2 separate regions of the Mus musculus genome follow, and region 2 is linked to region 1. The links are chromatin contacts, called in public ChIA-PET maps. All regions are on one chromosome and are shown on one strand. Each heading gives the region's core, a stretch centred on a gene start, on an enhancer-like site or on the middle of the called end of the contact. The rest is flanking DNA. Distances are from core to core; before and after follow the strand shown.

Region 1 (7,527 bases), core at 3,354-5,853:
TAGGACAAGTTGAGATATTCCAAGAGGCTGTGTGGATGTATCATGCGTTTTAGCATTAGCCAAAATTTTGGGGCATAGAGTTCAAAGGAACTAAGAGTCTACTGGCTTCCTGATTTTGTGCAACATTTTCAGATATAAACAAATCAGAACCAAAAGAATAACCAAGACCACACAGATTAACCTTCTCAATTCTGTACAAGTAGCGTAAGGGTACTGTTGCACCCCTGAGGGTTTTGTTGTTGCTATTTGTTGGTTGGGTTTTTATACAGGGTCTTAGTGTGTGGGCCAGCCTGGTTTGGAACTCAGCTCTGTAGTCCAGGTTGTTCTTGACCTCACAGGTATAACTGCCTCTGTCTCCTGAGGAGTTGCTTGTTCACTACACCTGTTTCTTGGATTTTATGTTTTACAGGAATTTTTGTTGGGTTGAGGAATATCTGAAAGTATAAAAAAAGGAAGATTATTTATGCCTGTATAGTCCTGCCTTCCTGAGGCTGAGGCAGGAATATCACTTGAACACAGGAGTTTGAGACCAACCTGGGCAGTGTGCTGAGATCTAATCTCAACCAGTGGGTGGAGTTAGGGGCTAGAGATGTATGTAGTTCAGTAGTGGAGAGCTTGCCTACCATGGGAAGGCCCTAGGTTCAATCTGCAGCCTAGTAAGCGAGCAAGACAGACCATGTAAACTGTAGTGGTATGCAGTACTGTGACCACTTGGTTGCTGTATCAGAAAGACAAATTATCTTTGGAATTTTAGAGAAAAGGCTAGAACTTAATGTTAAAAGAAAGATCATAATAAAGTATAGATAATCAGTGAACACCCAGACTAGCTGTCCTCTGTACCCCAGACTGGCCTTGGGTTTTGATTATTGTCCTGTCTTAGCCTTCCCAGTAGCAGTGATTCCAGGCCTGGGCATTACAGTTGGACCCGATAATAGAAATTCGTTGGATTCTCCAGCTAAATAACTAGAGTTTGTTGTTGGTTTTTTGTTTGTTTGTTTTTTGCTTACTTTGTTTTCCTTATTGGTGCTAAAGATTGAGTACAGGACTTGATGCTTGGTGTGTAGATACTGTGGCCCTGAGCTATATTCCAAACCATTAACTAGATGCCAAAAGATGAAAAAGTGCTTTGATATAATAAGCTCTGGATTGCTGACTTTTCTTTGAGGAGAAATACTCATCTGTGGTGATGGTAATAAAGTCATGGTTCAAGGACACTCATGGTTTCTATACCACCAGATGGATACTGCTCAAATGTAGGGCAAGAGTAATTCCCTCACTGATGGGCTTATTCCTTCTGATGCTGTAGGATTGGCAGATGGTAACAAACATTAGCCCATAGAGATGAGAGAGAGAGCGTTGTTCTTGGAATGAACTTAACTTTGGGAAGACCATCCCTTCTAAGGGATAAGGGCAGAATACAGCTGACATCCATGTCTAGCGTTCTACAGGTATTGGCTTTCCTTGCCATTTGAGTACTGATTTCTTCTTTATCCATCGGTCCTGTCTCCTTTTGCATGGATAGGAAGTCAGGGTCAAGATATTCTAAGTGACTTGCGCTTGGGCTGGTCCTGGGTGGGGTTGGGAGGTTCCAGAGTCACCTTGTATTAGAATAAGGTGTGGTCTATATACTGGGTGGGAGTCTCCCTAGATTAAAAAGTTTATTGGTTTTGCTTTGAAAGCTGTGTGTGTGTTGGGGGGGTGGGGGTTCTGGGGCAAGTGACTGCTTGGTGTCACAGTCTCATCTGGATGTGTGTAGGACCCTGTCTCTGAGCCCTGCCCAAGCACCATTTTTCCTGACTAGACTTCTAAAATTCAGGACTCAGTAGTTCATTCTTTTGGGTCATCCTACAGAACATTGCTTATATGAAGTATCCACTTTATGTACCTTACCTGTTTTTGGTTTTTTTTTTTTTTTTTTTTTTTTTTTTCCCTGAGACAGGGTTTCTCTGTATAGTCCTGACTGTCCTGGAGCTCACTTTGTATTCCAGGCTGGCCTCGAACTCAGAAATCTGCCTGCCTCTGCCTCCCAAGTGCTGGGATTAAAGGTGTGCGCCACCACAGCCCGGCACGAACCTTACCCTTTATGTTTTGTTTTGTGAAGGTTGTTGAGTTGTTTATTTGTTTTGAGACAGTGATTCTTTGTGTAGCCCTGGCTGTCCTTGAACTCTCAGTCTGGACTCAAACACACAGAGATGTGCCTGCCTCTGAGTGCTGGACCTAAAGGTGTGCGCCACCATCTCCTCGCAGGTTGTTTTGTTGAGACAGATTTGCCTTATATAACCCTGGCTGACCTGGAACTTGCCTGGTGGACTTTCCTTATATAACCAGGCTGGCCTTGACCTCACAGAAATCCACCTGCTTCTGCCTCCTGAGTCTGGGGTTAAATGTGTGTGTGCTTCACTGCCTTTTCTTGAGCTAATGATTAATAGAAGTACACAATTTGTACCTTTGGCATACACATTTCTAGATGTTTATTGATGTGGTTTTAATTGTAAAGTAGTAGGATTTCTGTTTATTTAAGCTCAAGAGCTCTGTTTACAGAAGTCCTGTGATGGTTAGAACCTTAAGCATTGTCACAAAATCTAGCCAAAATTGATAAGCTTAAGCTTGAACCAGTTAACATTCAACTCTTGGTCTCTGTCTAAAATGAGAACACTTGTGGGATTGCAGAAAGTTATCACATGGGCTTCCCACGGAGGATGGAGGCTGCTGTTGCTCTTGTCCTTATTATTTTAATTGTAGACTTTTCAAATAGAAGGGAAAAATGAAAAAACAAAACCTCTTTAAGTATGTCTATGTTCTCAGTCTACAGAAGAGTAGGTGAGTAGTTTCCAATTAGGTTTTGTGTTCCTCTACCTGGTGCATGAGTCTTTGGTTTGTCTTAGCTTCTTGGGAGGATGTTGTTTGGTATTGGCATCTAGTGACATGAACAAAAGATGCTGTTGAATTCCACAGAGCCAGCCTCCTACAATTAGGAGTTATCTAAACTCTGCTTCAGGTAAAATAACTCAATTTTTTCTGAAGTAAAGTCTGTTCTTTGGGGGCAGGAGAGAGAAGAGGGAGCTGGCTTAGCAGGTGAGGGGGGCTTGCCACCAAGCCCAAATATGACTTGAGGTTTGACTCCTGCAGGTTTGTTCTCTAATCTCATCACCTAAAACTAGAGGAGTAAGTAGAACCCTAGATCTTAAACTCCAGACAGAGCCATGAAGGGTAGACTGCCACAGAGGGTCAGAGAGCTGAAGTCTCTGCCGTCCCCACTTTCTGAATCTTCCTTTGTCCAGACTCCTGCTTTGGATTTGTTTGCGCTGCCTAATTCCTTTCCTAGCCCTCAAGCCCCAAATAAGAGAGAGTAGAATGGAACTGTTTAAACCAATTTATTACTTTCTAAACTTTTTTTTTAATATCTTCTTGTTATATTTACCCCTTTCCCACTTTTTCAAAGGTCTCTCTTGTTTAAGGTTTAAACTGGCAGATTTTCTCTATGCATAGTGTTTTAGTCTGAATATTATATACTTCCGTCTCTCTGGCTTGGGATTTGGCATCCTCCTGCCTCAGCATTTTTAGTACTGAGATTACAACCTGAGCAGTTGGACCTGATTTTTAAGAATTTTCTCAAAATCCAGAGTAAAGTGGGTAGACAGAATCTTTGGTCGGTAGACTACTGGTGGTAAAATAGGAGCTGTCCCCTATATGTCCTCCGCCCGGGGCTTCTAAACTGCTCTCTCTTTGTAATGTCCACTGCACACGTAGACGTCTTAGTTTTGATTTTTAACTACACATTCAAAGTTCTCCCTGTAAAGCTGTTACAGTCAGTTTGGGGTTTTGTAAGTCACAACGAATGGGTCGTCATAGCACTTAGCAGCTGTGTTACTCAGACTCCAGCTACATTGCTTTTCTCAGTGAAAAGTGGGAACAACCAGCGGGTTTCAGTTAGAATCGAATAAAGTGCTAAATGTGTTCTATAGTGTGTAAGACGAGTTTTCTATGTGGAAGCTATTTTTATCACTGAACATGAGACAGTGTGTGTGGGGTGGTGGTGGTGGGGGGGGGGTTTGAGTTGGTTAATGTTTGATAGAAGGTTGAGGGTGAAACCCCAGTGAAGGCACTGTTTTAGAATTGTACACTGGGGCCAATACGAGCTGTTGCCTTTGCGTTTGAGTTTTGAATCCAGATGCCCTCTGCTTGTGCTTGAGATTCTGTCTTTTAAACGTTTATAAGTTAGATTAACTCAGTTGTGTGTCAGTTCGTCCACATGTGTGTGCATGTGTGTGTGTCCACAGTGTTTGTGTGGAGTGGGGCAACTTGGAGGGGTTGTTCTCTCCAACCAGGTCACCACTGGGGGTTGAACTAAGACTTGACAGTGAGGGCCTTTATCTGCCAAGCCATCTCGCTGGCCCAAAGCTCTGTTCTTTATGCTTCAGTTTTCTCCTAAGGTGGGCTAACAACGAGGGAGGCTCGTGTGGTCTCACGTGTGCACTGATCCATATCTCGTGCTTAAGACAGTGTCTGAACATTGTTGTAATGCTCAGCTTCTGAGGCCAGCCAGTGTACTGGGGCTCTATGCAGATGATCCTCACAGCAGACTTGTACCACCGTCATCTGCCAGGTTACGGAAGGGAGCGTGATAGCAAACCTGGTTCTTGCCAAGGTTGTGTGCCTTGTGTGGCAGAGATTAGCTGGAGCCCCTGCTTCTCCCGTGCTGCTGGGGCATGCATCCTTGGGTACCCAGGACAGGGAGGGCAGCAGTGACTGTGGGCTGCTCGTGCGGCTGCAAGGGTCGTGGTGAGGGATTCACTGAAGCATCACTCCTGACAGGCTGTGCTCAGAGCCCTTCCTCAGAAGTGACCAGCTGACCCCACTGTAGAAGGCAGTGATTAGAGGTCAGATGTCTAGATTAAAGGGTTGCTTAGACCATCACATTATCCAGATGTTTTTTCCCTGTAAAATACTGTGCCAGGATTTCTGTGAAGAGTTTTCACTATTGTCACAGCAGACAGTATTTGTCACCGTTTCAGGAGTGTTTGACAGTCAGATTTTGAGCTGAGCCCTGGGACTGCAAGCTTGAGCCGTCGTGTGTTTTCTGAAAGGTTTCCGAGACAGTGTGGTCATGCATCCTCCTCTCCTCCCCCAGTGGACTGTAGTAGTGCACTACACGTCATGGCTCTAACTAGAAACACGCCATTGATTTCCTATTACATGAGCTGGCATTGTTGGTCCTGCAAAGCTGCTGATGACGTAGTAGCCTGTGAAACATTTTATCTTCAGTTAACATGGCTATTTTTTTTTTTTTTTGAAGGAAGAACCAAGGAGTCAGTATTGGAAACAGCATTTTTCTCATTGTCTGTTTGCTGTTTTCTTGCTGTCATAAAATAGCAGGGCACTGCCCTCTAACACTGATTAATAATCTCAGAGACAGAGGCAGGCTGACCTCTGAGTTCTAGACCGGCGTGGTCTACATAGTGAGTTCCAGGCCAGGCAGGATGATGATGTGAGACCCTGTTTAACAACAGTAACCTTGACACGGCCCTTACTGGATGGTTTGTTTGGTTCACAGTTCCATCAAGGCGGGGAAATCACAACAGGAGCTTAGGGGACCTGGTAGCATTGTGGTTCAGCAGAGAGGGAGGGAGGCCGAGTAGCTGCTCAGCTCCCTCTCTGCACTTAGGTCATGCAGGGTCTCAGCCTGGGAGTCCTCCTGACCACTCAGGATCGGATTGGCGTTTAGCACTGTTAGCCACCCTGAGCGGGAAGTGAAGTCTGTGATGTATCTATCCCCAGAAGCCTGCTGAGAGCATTGTAGCCCCCTGAATTTGGAGTTTGAGAGTGCTTGTGCACTGCCTCCTTGTGCTGGAAACAAAACTTCACTCCAGTCCTCTGAAAGAAGAGCAGGAGCTCTTCACTGCTAAGCCCTGGTGTATGCCAGAATAATGCCACATGCTCATCAAGGAAGATGTCCAATTGGTTAAGAGTCATAAATGGTATGAGTTGGGTGTAGAGGCTTGGGTTTTAGCAAACGTTGAATGGACATTGAATCCATAAAGGGAGGGTTTGTGTGTATGTGTGTGTGTGTATGTGTGTGTTTATTGGGACCAAAACCACCTTTGTTTTTATGTTTAAAATGACATACTTGTTTTTCCTTCAGCTTCTTAGGTTTGTATCTTTACTTTATTGAATATGGCACTGTTCATTTATTAATGTCTTTGTGAGGTTTGATATTAGTTATGTAGCGAGCCATTATTACCTGTCAGTTACATAATTCTCTAGACAGAAACCACTTAAATTGCTGAGCTCCGTGTAGCTGGTGTCACTAGAAACGTTCTAAAGTGAGTTTTACCTAGGACAACTTGACAGGAAACTGAAGCTTCCTTAACTGTAAATCACAGAACTGTGGAGCCACACTTTCTAGACTTGTCAGATACCTGTAATGTAGACCGAGGGTTAACTTGCTAAGTCTTAGATTCTGAATAGTTTATAAGACTAAGCGAACCCCTCAGAACTAAGTATCTAGCACTTCCACAGTAAGTACTTTATTTCTTTATTACAGTAGTTCCTTTGTATTTTTGTTTGTTTTTTGTTTTTGTTTTTGTTTGGTTTGTTTTTTTTTTTGTTTTTTGTTTTTTTTTGGATTGTTTGAAATGGGGTCTGGCTTGGTAGCCATCTCTGCCTCAGCCCCTAAGTGTTACAGTCCTGTGCTGTAGGGCCTGACTGGGGTTTCTTTAGAAAATGTGGTAATAGCCACAAAAAATACACCATCAGCCATTTTGAGTTGTACTGTGCACTAGAGTTAAGTACTTTTCGTATCGGTTTGAGACTGTCAGTACCATCTTTTGTCAGATCTCTTTTTATCTTGTTTTCCCAAGCTTTGTGCCCATTGAACACTTCTTCCCAGCTTCGCCAGTGACCTTTGTGGGGTTGGTTGGTGAATTGACTTCTCCAGGTACTTTCTCTGGGAAATGCTGATACGTGTTTAATCATCTGCTGCAAAGTGGTTCTGCCATTTTACTGCCTTGTCCCTGTCCCTCCCTGCCCTAGGCAGGTCTTTAATGGCACTAGAAAGAGTGGTTTCTACACCGTCAAACACCATACTTGGCATTAATTTTCCCTTAAAATATTTTAAATTAGTATTGCCTTATGTAAAATGACCACAAAATCATAGCACCACTTTCCTGTTCATGGAAATTAGAGTTTTGGGCTGTATTTAAACCAATGGAAATTTGAGTGTTATAAAAAGCTCTGTTTGAGCTCTGCATTTTCTGCTGAGTCACATGCAGATGTACTGCTTCTGTTCTCTGCTTTGAGTGTCTGAAATCTTCACAGAGCAGTGCTTAGAATCTGCAGGTAAAGAACTGCCATTGGATATTACCAGCAGTGTAATTTGCCATCTTATTTTTATTTAGATAGAGATACCTTGGATTAAGGGGTTTTGCAATGATAACACATTTGGTACTTACTAATAATTTCTTTGCATATCAGATTAGTTGTATATCGAGAACTAAGAACCATAACCCGTAAAGTCTACTAAGGAGC
Region 2 (6,766 bases), core at 669-3,168, 330 kb after region 1:
AAGATTTGTATTGTTTTAAGATAATAGGTTTGTGGTCATCTGTTGTGGTAACAGTAGGTACAGGTGAAGGACATGTGGGTTTTCGTGGGTTTGTGTCTTGTGATGGAGCCCAATGCTGAATTGCTGTTCTCTTGAATTACAACTTAAAGAACAAAAGAAGAAATGAATTATAGACTATGGGACAATTGTCCCATCCTAGGGGACTTAGGGGGATAATACTTCTTTGCTGCCATAACGTGTTCCCATCTTTTATATGCTTCTTTTGATTTGGACACAGACACCCACAGAACACTCAAACACGGTCTCCCTAAACACACATGTATATACAGCACATAAACAACTCTCTGTCTTCTTAAATTAAGCCTGGGTGAAGGAAACAAAATGCTTTCCATTTGGGGCCCATGGGGGTCTGGTGGGATGGCCTGTAGGTTGCTAATGTTACAGCTCAGACTGTGAAATGTTCTGAATCAGATGACCTTAGACTCTTGGTTCAGCCTAATTAAGCCTTTTCTGCCTGTACGGAATGTTCTGGTTTGCAGCAGTGGTTGTGTAACTGTTTAAACTGTACACCTTTGCTCCAGGGAGCCGCCTCGTTCGATGCTTTCCACTCTTCAGCTGTTTTTTTTTTTTTTTTTCTGTGAAGCATGCAGTAGGATAGCTGTACCCTTTTCCATGAATAAGAATATCACACACTCAGTTTTGTTATGAAATTTCTGGGTTTGTGACTATCAAAGGGATGAATTTTGAAGGCAGGCAGTGGGTAGAAATGGCCAGTGTTACTTACCGCTCAGAAAAGCAGAAGGTCTTTTCTCTCCTGCTGTGAGTGCTACCCAGTGAGCTTGCAACAGGAGCCTTAAAGAATGGAAACTGGAAGGGGTCAGTGGGAAGGTCACTGGAAGCTAACGGGTGAAATCTGGACTACGGAATCTTATCCTCGGAGCCAGTGTGAGAAAGCACTGGTTATACTTTATGTTATTTTATTAGGTGATCCTTTGTCATGAACTGGGCAAAACAGTGAGCCCACACAGCTTGGCTGGGATCCTCTGTAGGGCAGGAGAAACAAGAACACCCCATTGCTTCAGCACTGGCTTAGACTAATGTTTTGTTTGTTTGTTTTTTAATAACCTCCCGGCTTTAGAATAATATCATAACTTCTCTCGTCTCAGACTGTTTAACCTACAGTTTGCCGAAGGTGATAGGGTCTCAAAACGAGAATAAGGTTTTCATCTGGGGCAAGTCTGTGACTTGAGTTTTCACCTGTAAAGTGAAGATAAGAGTGCAATGCTCAAAACATTGTTTTGGAGGGGTGGGGGTGGGGCTTAGCAAATGGTGCACACAAAGTACACAGGATATTGCTAACCCGAGAGTGCTTCCTCTATGAAAAGCTACTCTTGTTATTGGCATACTCATGAAGTATGGCTCTATGTCAGAAATAAGGCTAAATGCTTTGGGACAAAGATGATCAGACAAAGTCCTGCCTGGTGCACTGTTGCCATTTCTCAGGGCGAAAGATGCAGCAATAACTAAGAATAAAGTTAAGAATCTCTGGGGCTATGATTCCTTGATGGAGCAGTTGTCTATCAAGTACAAAGCTCAATTTCCAATTCTTTTACCACAAAAGAAACTGAAACTAAAGCCCTGGATGCTGCACAGACTAGAAACAGGGTAGAGCACGCTGCCCACTGGACCCGGGAAGCTTTGGCTCATGAAGGACTTCTCTATCTTTCAACTTCAGAGTGAAGAGGTGAAGGGTACATAGGTGTTCAGGAGCCAGGTAGATGGGAAGGATATTTCAGACATAACTGTATCCCTTCTTTCTTGCTTGGTTCAACATCTCACAGAGGGGACAGGATACAAAGCCTGACACACAGACGTGGAGTATCTGATAGCCGTAAGCAGACTGTTTACACACCTTAGCTGTGACCTCACTATGGTTCATGGAAAGTAGACAAATAGAGGTTTGGCCCTGCTTAACAGAGAAGAGAGCAGTTATCAAAAATACCTCAGCTGGGTGGTGGTGGCATAGGCCTTTAATCCCAGCTCTCCAGAGGCAGAGGCAGGCAGATTTCAAAGGTCAAGGCCAGTCTGGTCTACAGAACCAGGACAGCCAGGGCTACACAGAGAAAACCTGTCTTCAAAAAACCAACCAACCAAACCACCAACCAAAATAACCCAAAACAAACAAACAAACAAACAAAACCAAGACCCCAAATAATCCCCCCATATAACCCCTCAATGTCCACAAGCACAGTATGCTTATCAGGAACACGGGGAGACCCAGCAGCCCAGCCTCTCCTGGTCTTCATACTTCCGCTAGCCCCTGCTTTTGCTTGCAGCAATGCTAGAACAGGAGAAAAAGAGAGCCCCGAGACAAAGGGTTCTGCTGCAGATGTGAGAGGAACGAGCTCCATCGCTTGCTCAGCTGTAGTTCTTCCATGCCTCTGACCATCCCTGTCCTCCCTCTGGTGAAAACTACTGATGTTAGTTGTCTGTAGGGAGCATGTGAAACATCAGTTATGGTGAAACTCTATCTCTCTATACTGTCTTCTTGGTGGGCAGCACTTAAGTCCATTTTGTACTTAGTAGGTATTCAATAAATAGTAGTTGACATAAGAAGTGGTGTCTTATAGGAAGAGAGGTTTGTTTTAGGATTTATTTGGGTTGTAAGTTACATGAAGGGAAAGCCCAGTCTTGACCTGCTCATTAGGGTATTCTTGGAGCTAACACAGGTAGCAGTCAGGAGGATCTATCTATCTATCTATCTATCTATCTATCTATCTATTTACCTACCCACCCACCCATCATCTATCTATCTATCTATCTATCTATCTATCTATCTATCCATCCACCCACCTATCCATCACCTGTCTGTCAGTCTGTCTGTCTGTCTCTGTCTGTCTGTCCGTCTGTCCGTCCACCCACCCACCTATCCATCCATCCATCATCTATCTATCTATCTATCTATCTATCTATCTATCCATCCATCCATTCATCCACCCACCCACCTATCCATCTATCCATCATCTATCTATCTATCTATCTATCTATCTATCTATCTATCTATCTATGGAGGTGCTAAATATACACATTTAACACCTTTGGTCTCAGTCTCCACCTCCTTTCTTCTATGCCTGAGTAGCTGGTGGTGAATATGATTGTGCTTACTGTGCATACTAAACACAAATGGACATGGTGAGTGGGTGGATAGATAGATTGACGCTTGAATAAACAAGTTCCTGGATGAGTGAATGAGTAGAGATGGCTGGACAGACAGACAGAGAGTTGGGTGGGTAGTTGGGTAGATGAATGGGGGCATATGGGCTGGTGAACGAATGATGGGTGAATGAATTGGATAATTACTGATGAGCCGCTTTTCTAGGGATGTTTTCAGCTGTCATAATATTCCCACAGCTGACTTTATCTGTGAGTATGTGTGTCATCCTGTAAAGCTAAACACACAGCTGCAGGTGTGTCTTCTTATTTTCTGATGCAACGAGGAAACGCTTATGAGGAGAGGGGGCTAGGTGAGGGATATAGCCTTCCAGGTGTATAATGAGATTCCTTGAAACCACCCCGTTTACGTGATCATGTTTAATCCTCTCAGCAATTTTATGAAACAAGTGTTCTTATTACCACCAAATTGCAAGCACTTAATGAAGTGGAATAGCTTGCTCGGGAAATTGTAGAGCGAGGGCTCGAACCTGGCTAGGTTGTACTCACTTAGAAGCCTGGGCCCTTTCCTAATATACAGAGCGGAGAAATCTTAGTGTCTAGTTGACCAAGAGGCCTCAGAAATATGAGTGGTTTTGTTTGAACCCAGTGAAGCCGCTAATTTCTTGCCTTGGCAAGTCACTTAATTTGCCTTCTCGGTTTACTCTGTATTTTAATGGAGGTAATAGAGTCTTCTTAGCAGGAGTGCTGTGAAAAATCAATGCCTATAATAGAAAGCTTTGAGATAAAGAGCTGGAGGGATGGGTGGAGCACAGCACTGAGCAGACACGAGGAACTCCATCTTGTTCTGTCTGAGTGAACTCGTTCGTAAAGCGCCGTGTCTGTACAAGACTCACTCGTCATCATGAGAGACCCATCACTGGCCAAAGCCCTGAGGATAAGTGACTGGAGTGCTCAGCCCTCAATAGGACATCTGTACTCTTTCTTCCATAGCCCAGGGATTATCACAGATGAGGTGGCAGAAAGAAAGAGCTGAAGGCTGGGACCAGTGCTGTGAAGTGCTGTCCTCTGGGCGTGGCTCAGTTGCTGTGGTCTGGACCTCAATTACCTGTGGCTATCTGCATAAGATGTGCACAACATCGAGCCCATCAGCAATGGGGGTGGGGTTCACGAGGCCTCCCTTCCCCCCATGAGGAACTATTGGTAGCTAATGGAGTAATTTTCTTCAGCATTGTACCCTACGTTAAGTTGCCCATATTCCATTAAATAACCCTCCATCACCCAAGGCCATAGGATGAACCCTGAGCTCAGTGGGTTTCTGTCTCTCACATACAAAAGACACGAGAGGCTGGAGGGATGATTCAGTGGTTAGTAGCACATACTTCTCTAGGAGAAGACCCAAGATCAGTTCCCAGACCTATGTGTGGTGGTTCAAAACCACCCCAAACTCCAGCTCTAGGGTTCTGACACCTCTGACCCCTGAGGGTATCCTCAGTCTGTCTTATACAAGCACTTAAAAAAATTTTAAAAACAAATCTTTAATGACACACAAAAAAAAAAAATAGGAGGAAAATTTGTGAAGAAGAGTTCAGCAGGAATAGGAGGGGGGCTAAGAAAGGATAATGGGATGGTAGTGAATGTGACCAAAATATGTTATACACATGTGTGAAGTTGCTAAAGAATAAATACACGTTATTTTACAAATTAAATCAACTTCCAGCGATGAGTTCTCGAGAGGAAGTGGAACTTGGTAAACAATTTCTAGATTGAATTTTCACATGCTTGTTTTAAACCGTGTTCTTAGCACTATATTATTGTAAGAGAAACCTACTGTTGTGAATAGCTAACGGTGGTATTTAAATTCTGCTGGGGAGCCAGAAAGGAAAGCACCTCATAGCTCTCACCTCGACTTTCAGTTGACACACTTGGCATGGTGCGATTGTCTGTAGTAAACTGCATGAAGCCACAGGACACGTGGAAAGAACTTCTCTCCCTGTTTATGGGTCTTTTCTTTCCAGATGGGGTACTTTGGGGTAATTTTTTTTAAAAATTAATTTCACCTGATACATACACATTTATGTTGTTTTCCTCTTCTGCCTCTGCCATGTGCTACCATAGATTCATATATTACCTTTCATCCATCCTTTGGTTTGCCACCTATTTCCAGAGCATCAGCTCTGTGTCAGTTCAGGCAGAATGGTTGTCGACCTTCCCTCCTAGAGAGACTCAAAGTGAAGAAGAAACTACATGGCTATGCGACTCGATCATGAAAACGAGGTAAGAAAAAGGAGGGAAAGTGGTAGGATTGGGAGACAAGCCAGGAAATTGTCTAGGAAATTGGCCTCGGGAATGGATTTTAGGTGAAAACTGAGCGAACACCAGGCTGGAATATCACTGCTGGGATCTGTGGTGTGTGGGACACCGAAATGAGTGGGGCAAAGGGCAAAGCCTGACCCCGGGTGCTCTTGTTCTGATGCCCAGGGACATGGACAAGCACACTTGCCAGTCTGACCCCGGGTGCTCCTGTTCTAGTGTCCAGGGACATGAACAAATACACTTGGCAGTTACAGTAGCGTCAGGTGCTGCAGTCAGAGATGTACCAAGGAGAGTACCCCTGTGGAACTCATCCCTGGACCGGTGCTAGGGAAGCCGGACTGCCTAGAGGGTGGGGTTACAGACAGAGCGCATCGGTAGGGAGGACGTGGCGAAGGTGATGGTCTCCCAGGAAGGCCAAGGATGCCAAAGAAGAGTCCAACTGACAAGCAGAGGTAGCATTTCAAATCTGGAAGATGGCGTGTGTCTGGTAGAAAGGGCCTTGGCTGGCACACTAAGGAATCTGAATGTGAACCTCTGAGGAACTATGGGAAGATTTTAACCAGGAAGGAAAATGATGGCCGTTACACCAGAGAGACTCCGTACAGCAGGAGAAGGCTCAGAGTGGGCTAGCCCGGAGGCCCAGAACCATATTAGGAACTGACAAAGAAGCATTGGGGATACCGGGTAGCAGAGACAGGCGAACTTGAGAACGACCTTAAAGATGGGTGATTGGTACCCCGAGTGGGAGGTCACAGACAGCGGTCATGAAAAGATTCTTTGCTCGCTGCAATATTCCTCCAATAATGAGTTCCATCAGCATCTTGCCCCGCTCCCCCCCCCCCCCCCGTGTCCTGCGGAAGCACCCAGCATCAAAGACTCCTGATGAATTGATTCAGGTTTTCCAGATATCTGGATTGGGAGCATTTCTTGTTTTATGTAACATCCGAGTGACCTTCCTCAAAGTGAAAGCTGACTTCTGGATGAACTTCAGACCTCTTGTCGCTTGCCACAAGTCCTTTCTTGACCTAGCGTTTGCCAGAGAACACTCTAAAGGGTATTGGGGTGGCTGTGTGTGATTTGTCTTTTCAAATCTGTTGTTCATTTTATTCACTTTTTTTTTTTTTAATGTTCAGGAGTTGTGGGTTTTGCCTACATACTTTCAGACAGAAGTTTCCAGTCACATACTTGTTAAGCATACTCTTCCTTAGTTGATAGCTTAGATCACAGGAGTCTGTAAGGGCACAGGAGCCTGTGAGGGCACAGGAGAAAGATGGTGAAG

What was found. ChIA-PET counts read pairs in DNA pulled down with a chosen protein or histone mark.
Region 2: an REV-ERBa ChIA-PET map of liver shows a contact between it and region 1, with 6 times the contacts expected there. The contact joins two enhancer-like sites. A contact is called at or near these places in 3 of 39 promoter capture datasets (the C10 cell line, cranial neural crest and liver), 2 of 484 Hi-C or Micro-C datasets (liver and nephron progenitors) and 2 of 115 datasets of contacts at active chromatin or transcription factors (both in liver).

What each region holds. Positions count from the first base shown.
Region 1 is chr3:52,288,643-52,296,169 of GRCm38.p6, forward strand. The region is part of intron 1 of Foxo1 (forkhead box O1); the gene reads left to right. Among named protein-coding and RNA genes, the nearest start is that of Foxo1, 24 kb to the left of the region's middle. Within about 2 kb of position 4,604, at least 16 of the 459 cell types and tissues checked have an H3K27ac peak or open chromatin away from gene starts, as enhancers often do. A contact at or near this core is called in liver, where this site is marked.
Region 2 is chr3:52,617,078-52,623,843 of GRCm38.p6, forward strand. No RefSeq gene overlaps it. Among named protein-coding and RNA genes, the nearest start is that of Gm30235, 29 kb to the right of the region's middle. Within about 2 kb of position 1,919, at least 38 of the 459 cell types and tissues checked have an H3K27ac peak or open chromatin away from gene starts, as enhancers often do. A contact at or near this core is called in liver, where this site is marked.